Linked DNA regions of Macaca mulatta: region 2 is linked to region 1. Evidence: chromatin contacts called from public Hi-C data. All regions are on one chromosome and are shown on one strand. Each heading gives the region's core, a stretch centred on a gene start, on an enhancer-like site or on the middle of the called end of the contact. The rest is flanking DNA. Distances are from core to core; before and after follow the strand shown.

Region 1 (3,247 bases), core at 407-2,906:
CTGCCATCCGAGTCTGTTGCACTATTGGGGTCTCGGTCAAGGTCAGACTCAATGTCCGAGGAAGAGTCAGAGCTGATCCGCAGGCCCCCGAGCCCCAGCACTGGCAACGGCGGCGAGCTGCTGCTACACGAGCCGTCTAGATTGGTCTCGCAATGCAGGGCGAACTCGGCTTGGAACTTACTGAAGCCACCTGCCAGAACGAGAAAAGCAATCGTGTAACCCGAGAAGCCGTAGTAGTTTTCACAGCTTGTAAGAACCGCAACCCGGCGCAAGAAACACCACAAGCACCCTACGAACCCCCTACATACAGAACCATAAATAATAGAAATACACTTTAAATGTGCACCCTCGGGAATGGAACGAACGGGCCCGCCTCGCCAGAGAACCCTTATTCGTTTGAATCCGGAAATACACAAAATGGCAACTTTTTGGAATATTTTGAAAGCTAGGATGTGCCAATTTGCATCCCCAACAATCTCTCCCGTCCGCCAAATCTTAATTCAAAATCGAACGATAGAAAATAGGGTGATGGAGGAGAATGTTCTGGGTAAGAAGGCGCAGAACCCGTTAGAAAGAAACCGCCGGTACCCGCAGCCGGAAGCGGGTGGATTCTGAGCCGGCCCGGTTCTCTGGTGCGGAACGCGCGGTTCGCGGCCGATACCTTGCCGGCTGCCGGCCCCTAGGCTAGCAGCGCGGCTCCGAAGCGCCAGCTGAGCGCAGCAGAGGCATTTTCAGTCCACGCGCCCCGCCCGCAGCCCTGCGCCCCTCGCCCTGCCCCGCGCGCGGAGTTCCCCCGGCGCGTACCTTCCAGGTAGAACGCCCGGCAACCCTCGTCCTTGAGCTTCTTGAGCAGCAGCCCTAGCACTGACTCGCCGCCCGTATTCTCGTTCCAGTCGCTGCTGCTCTCGTCGTAGAGCACCACTGTGTCGGTGCCGCAGCGCCGGGTGAAGCGGTCCCGGTCCTCGCCGCGCGTGAAGAGTGCGCGCACCGGCAGGTTGCCCTTCTGCAGGCGCCGCAGCATGATGCCCGGGATGGCCACGTTGATGGCCGACTCGATGTGCGACGACTCGTACAGCTCCTGCGGCCGGCAGTCCATCAGCAGCAGCCGCTCGTTGCCCAGCTCCAGCTGCTCGTTGAGCCACGCCACCGTCTTGCTGATCGCCATTTCCGACGCGAAGGGCACGGGTCTGAGCGTATCTATCATGGGGGTCGAGCTGCGGGAGAGGGCGGGGTGCCTACCAGACGCCCCTCGGGGCAGGCATAGGCCGAGCGCGCTGCGCGTGAAGCTGCCGCTCTCGGAGCGGGGTTTAATTCCGCCTCGCCTAACCCAAGCCGAGGCTAGCGGTTGGGGAAGACGAGACAGAAGTAAAGCCGGAGGTTCTTTCTGCACCCAGCTGCAGCCGCTGGCTGTTAGTGTCAATGAATCTCTCAATGAAGCTGCCCAGACAGTTTTTTGTTCCTCCCCAGTGAATGAAATCCAATTAATTCGGACTCAGTTCTACTGAGAGGGGAGGAAAAAAAGTCTAGCGGTTCCTAATCCCTCCCGCCAAGTCTGCACCTCAAATCTACCCGGGCGTCTTTCTCCCCGGATTATTTAAGACTCGATTTGCTCACTATCCCTTGGACTCAGCCTCGCACACCCCCTGCGCGAGGCAGCTCCTCAATGGATACAAACAGCGAGCGTCTCAATGGATACATTCTCCGGGCCAGCCAATGAGCGTGCTGCGGAAGGGGCTGTTGCCGTGGGGACGGGCCGGCTGGAACAGGTTGTGTTGATGAATTGTTAATGAGTTTGTCATTCACAAAAACGGAAAGGAATTTCCGCTCCGGATAAGCCCCAGTGCAAACAAGCTGCAACAGCGGGCTCGGCGGGAGGAAGGAGAAAGAAGGGGAGGCGGCAGCGGAGGAGGAGCAGGGCACATAAACCAGGGCACTTCAGTTGTCTCATGTTTCCTTCTGTTGAGAGTTCACACTTCGCGTCGGAACTTTTGCGCACCAATGGCGCAATTAGCATGCACAAAAGCCCTTGTTCGCGACGCTAGGCTAGCGTTCGCGAGCTAGCTTTAGGAAAACTTGTGCTGACTTTTTGTTCTTTGTATTCTCTTCAAACTCATTTGGACCCAAGTTCGCCTTAACCCTCCCCTCCCCCAACCCCCCTTCTTTAGGCGGTGTGTGGCATTTGTTTGCCAGTTTTAAAGGCCTAGCTCTGTTTGCTCTGATGTTCTTTTAGCCGAGGCTGTGTTGGGGCTGGTGAACTGACTGGGCTTTAGTGACCGATGAGGTGTTAAATGCTAATCCAACATATTTCGAAACAAACCAGGATTTTGTTGAAACATTTTAAAGCAAACAAACAAACGTCTGGTTGTCCAGAAAATCAGAAGGAAACCTTTTTTCTTAAAGTAACATTTTATTTTCTTTAAAACAATGTAGAGTGCCGAAACAAACTCTTAGGTCAGTCCAGTGCTTTTACTGTATTCCGCTCCAGCGGCGTGGGGAGTTACAAGCCATTGTTCCGGGGATCTAAATCTCTCCCCCCACCCCATCACCACCGTCGCCTGCTGGGGGGTCGCGCTCGTTAATGATTTCTGGGCAAGGAGCTCGGCTTCTGACGGAGGAGCCGGTCTGGCGGGGCTGCCTGGGCGAGGTGTGCTGGGACGCGCCGGGACAGGCCGGCAGTCCCCGCCATGGGCGAGGAGTGGGGAAGGCCTGCAGGCTGCGGGGCCTCAGCAGGGGGGCTTGACGATTGGTTAGTTGGCAGGGAGGCATGTCAGAGGGGGCCTCCCCAGCCCTCTCCTGCCGCCGCCTCCTCCCTTTGTCCAGCGCCGGGCACTCCGGGGAGCACTAGTCGCGCCTGCGCGCTGCGCTCCCTGCCACCGCCCCGCTGTCCCCGTCTCCCCGCTTGGCGGGCAGGGGGTTGTGCGCGATGCAGTGGACGGGTACTGGGCTGAGCGCGGGACTCCCGGTTCCATAAAGATGTGGGGCGGGTGGGGGGAGCAAGGACGAGTGCCTGCCTGGACCCCCCTGGCTCCTGGCTCCCAAGGAGTCGAGGGGAACGTCTCTACCGCCCTGCAGAGCCAGCAGGTAACTTTGGGGAGGTGCCGGCCAGGCCAGTGAGCAGCCCTCGGCCCAGGCGCCGCGGGGCGGACGGACTGGAAACCGGATGGAGGCGTGGCCGGGTGGGGGCCGCGGCGGCGGGGAGGCGCGTTCCCGGCTCGCAGAGCTCTATTGTTATATAAAAGTGCCGAGG
Region 2 (3,247 bases), core at 490-2,989, 170 kb after region 1:
AATTAAACCTTATTTCTTTGTTTGAAGTATATTCAAAGAATTGATTGCCTCCTTGACCATGGCATCCAAACAGTGAAAGGTTAGCACCTGTGGGGTTGTTGTCAGGAGAATTATAATCTAAACATTCAGAAGAGATCCCTCTACTGCGAATAGCCCCATGCCAGCCTGGCCTATCCTCTGGAACATGTAAATTAGGAAACACGTTTTTCAAATACCAGTCAAAGCTCTTGCATCTCAGCCGCTCTCGTATTAATTTTCTTTCAGAAATATCACCATAAGCTTCTTTTCTTGCTGGAGGGTTTCTATTGTAGAAGTGCTCTTTGTACTCATCCATCCAAACTTCTGCTACCCGAGCAGTATTCTGTAGGAAATTGGGGCGAGCATACGGTGCCCGCTTGGGGAACACATGGCCCACGTGGGAACACGGGTGGATCTCCAATTTGCCACCACACTGCCACACCCTAAAAGACAGTTCAAGGTTTTCACCTCCCCACACTTCCATTCCTGTGTCATATGTTCCCAGGTACTGAAAATATTTCTTGCTGACAGCAAACAGTCCTCCAGCCATGGTGGGTGATCTGATGGGGTCAATTCTTGATATCCGCCTGTCCCTTTCGTGTTTGGGGACAGAATGCCACTGAAATGTTAAACGCCAGTCAAACCCACCAATCATGGGCTCCCCTGTCTGCATATAGAATTCAAAAGTATTCCAATCAATTGTGTCTATAACAGGACACACAATTGCTGTTTCATCTCTCCCAATCCTTTCCAAAAGCGGTTCCAGCCAACCGGAATTACACTCACAGTGACAATCCAGGAAAGTGAGGACGTCCCCAGTGGCGAAAGTGGCCCCAATCAGACGGGCCCTAACCAGCCCCTCTCGCTTATTGGTCCTAATCAAGCGTACTCTATCAAGATTGCTGATGTAACTTTCAAGTTGCGTCTTCAAATAAACTCTGTCACTCAAGTCATCCACCAAGATGATCTCTTTCAAAAGGACCGCAGGAGAAGTTTCTAAAACACTGTGAATAGTACGGAGCAAAGTCGACCAGGCTTCATTATAGAAAGCAATGATAACAGAGGTGGTAGGAAGTGTCCTATAGTTGAACTTCTGGGACTTACACTCATACATTCTTTTATCCTCTATGTGTCGATGCAGGGAAATTCTGTCACTGAGGTAAATATTGATGGCATATCTCTCAATGAGTTCTTCTTGCTGCTTCAGTTCACCCTCGTTGAGTTGGAGTTTGCTGGCTTTCCCCCACTCCCCAGGTGCATGGGAATCTGCAGGGGGCTTCTTATAAAGCGGTCGAGACAAATCCTCTGTATTTTTCTGGAGGTCTGAGAGCCTTCTTGACCCCAGCTCCCTGGCACGGCCGGCTCCTGCGGAGGCATGAAAAGTGGAGACCAAGAGCTCCACGAAGATATAGGCCACTGTTAAAAACGCCAGCAGCAGGCAGCTCTTGCCTGCCCAAGTCCACCTCACCGCCATCCGGATTCTCAGGGCTGGGGCGCAGACGCAGCCACCCAGCCACCATGCAGGGGAAGGGCGGCGGAACCCACAGCTCGAGCTCAGGTACTTCCCGGCAGGTTCTTCCTTTCATGCAGGCGCTGGGCTTCTTTCCAGCCACCCGGGCTTTCCAGGGGTCACCTGAGCCCTCTCGGTCCTCGGCCTCCGGCACGGCCCAACTCCTCTCTCCCCACTTCCTCCTGCTCGGCTCACAACTTTTCACGAACTCTCCAGCCAACACCCCACCCTCCCCGGGCCCAGGACAAACCCCTCCCCTGCCCACTCACTCCTCCTGGTGGTTAGTTTGCGAAAGTCGTCCGCCAGGCCTGGACTGCTGGATACGTACGAGACTCTTGGCCGGGCCGGGGGCCGGGATGGCCGGGGGCCGGGATGGCCGAGGGGGCCCCAGCTGCGCCCCGCCGCGCTGGGCCCTCGTCTCCGGGTGCTCTCAACCCCCATACAGGCCCCTAGCCGTTCTTCTAGGGACCCTGCCCGGACAGGAGGAAAGGTTTCCGGCCCGTGGAACTTTTGTCTCATTACAAAAGCAAAACAAGAATAAGACTTACCGAGTTGCTTGCCGTTGGGGCTGAAGTCCAAGGAGGTGATCGCAGCTTTGTGGCCTTTGAAATAACGCTCCAGAACGGGGTCCTCCTGGAAAGGAAAGTCGTCAAGTTTTGAAAGCCGCCGCAGACCTCGAATTCTGGGGGCCGGGATCGACGCTGCCACTCCCCCGGAGTCCGGCCTGGGAATGGCCACCCAGGCGGCGGCTTGGCTGGGCGGCGGAGCCGGGCAGCAGCCCACCCACGGGCGCGGCGCCCAGTCCGGCTACAGGGAGACGCCGGCGCCAGCTCTCCCCGCAGGGCCGGTAAAACGCTCTGTTCGCGCTCCCCAGAGTCCAGCGCATCTTAGGAGCCGCGGCCCCTTTGACATGCACGTTCCCGGGCCCCGCCCGCTGGCACAGGGCAGGCAGGTGCTAGGATGCGCCTCGGCTTTGGTACTTTTTTTTTTTTTAAAAAATACTTCCCAGGTGATTCTGACGTAGGCGCTCCACGGAAACCCTCCAAGAATTCTGGGGGCCGTGGGACCGCCCGGCTCAGTCCGGAGCTCCGGAACTCGGGGAAGAGCGCCCGTGAGCTGGGTCTGGTTTCTGCACTCCGTCCGCCCCGGTGGCAGAGAGTGAGATACGGACGCCCCGGGACGAGGGGCTCAGGACCCGGCTGCGGACACCTGCCTCCATCTCCCGTCAGGTGCGGGTTCGGCCCGGACCTGGCTCCGCAGCCGGCGGGACAGGCTCCGGGGAGGGATCCCCCCGCACTTCCAACCCGTTCTTACCGTGGCTGAGGCCATCGGGGGGGAGTGGTCCGCCCCAGGCTCCTGCGGGTGGGGGAACCCGGGGAGGGGAGGGGAGGGGATGGGGCAGGAGAGGGGACCGTGCGGCTCCCGGAACCGTCTGCCCAGAGCGGCAGCGCCTCCCGGTCACTACAACAACGGCGGCCCAGTCAAACCCCGCGCTCCAAGCATGGCTAGCCGAGCCCCGAGACACCGCCAGCCCTGTAAAGAGCGGACGGGAGGGGTGCTCCGGTTCAGTTGTGGCTACACACCAAAGCCATGTTTACTAACACTCGCGTTCCCTGTGGTTTGACGTCAGGAAGCGGGATAGTAACCAGGACGGGAATAAGAGCGATGAATGGAAGGGAGTTGTGAGCCTGTGATCGATGCAATCAGAGTTCTATTATG

Evidence for each region. Hi-C and Micro-C count contacts between places; a contact is called where the count stands out from the background.
Region 2: a contact with region 1 is called in a Hi-C map of fetal cortex germinal zone, with 2.8 times the contacts expected there. The contact joins the promoter of GALNT4 here to the promoter of DUSP6 in region 1. A contact is called at or near these places in 3 of 14 Hi-C or Micro-C datasets (fetal cortex germinal zone, fetal cortical plate and liver).

Annotation. Positions count from the first base shown.
Region 1 is chr11:96,629,871-96,633,117 of T2T-MMU8v2.0, forward strand. DUSP6 (dual specificity phosphatase 6) reads right to left here and starts at 1,657. Exons shown (of 3, transcript NM_001257792.1): 1 at 805-1,657; 2 at 1-190. The coding sequence starts at 1,204.
Region 2 is chr11:96,801,324-96,804,570 of T2T-MMU8v2.0, forward strand. GALNT4 (polypeptide N-acetylgalactosaminyltransferase 4) reads right to left here and starts at 1,740. Exons shown (of 1, transcript NM_001194761.2): 1 at 1-1,740. The coding sequence starts at 1,492. POC1B (POC1 centriolar protein B) reads right to left here and starts at 2,870. Exons shown (of 12, transcript NM_001261628.1): 1 at 2,843-2,870; 2 at 2,077-2,161. The coding sequence starts at 2,857. It overlaps LOC107000962 (a long non-coding RNA gene), which reads left to right and starts at 2,470. Exons shown (of 4, transcript XR_003720735.2): 1 at 2,470-2,757; 2 at 3,159-3,247.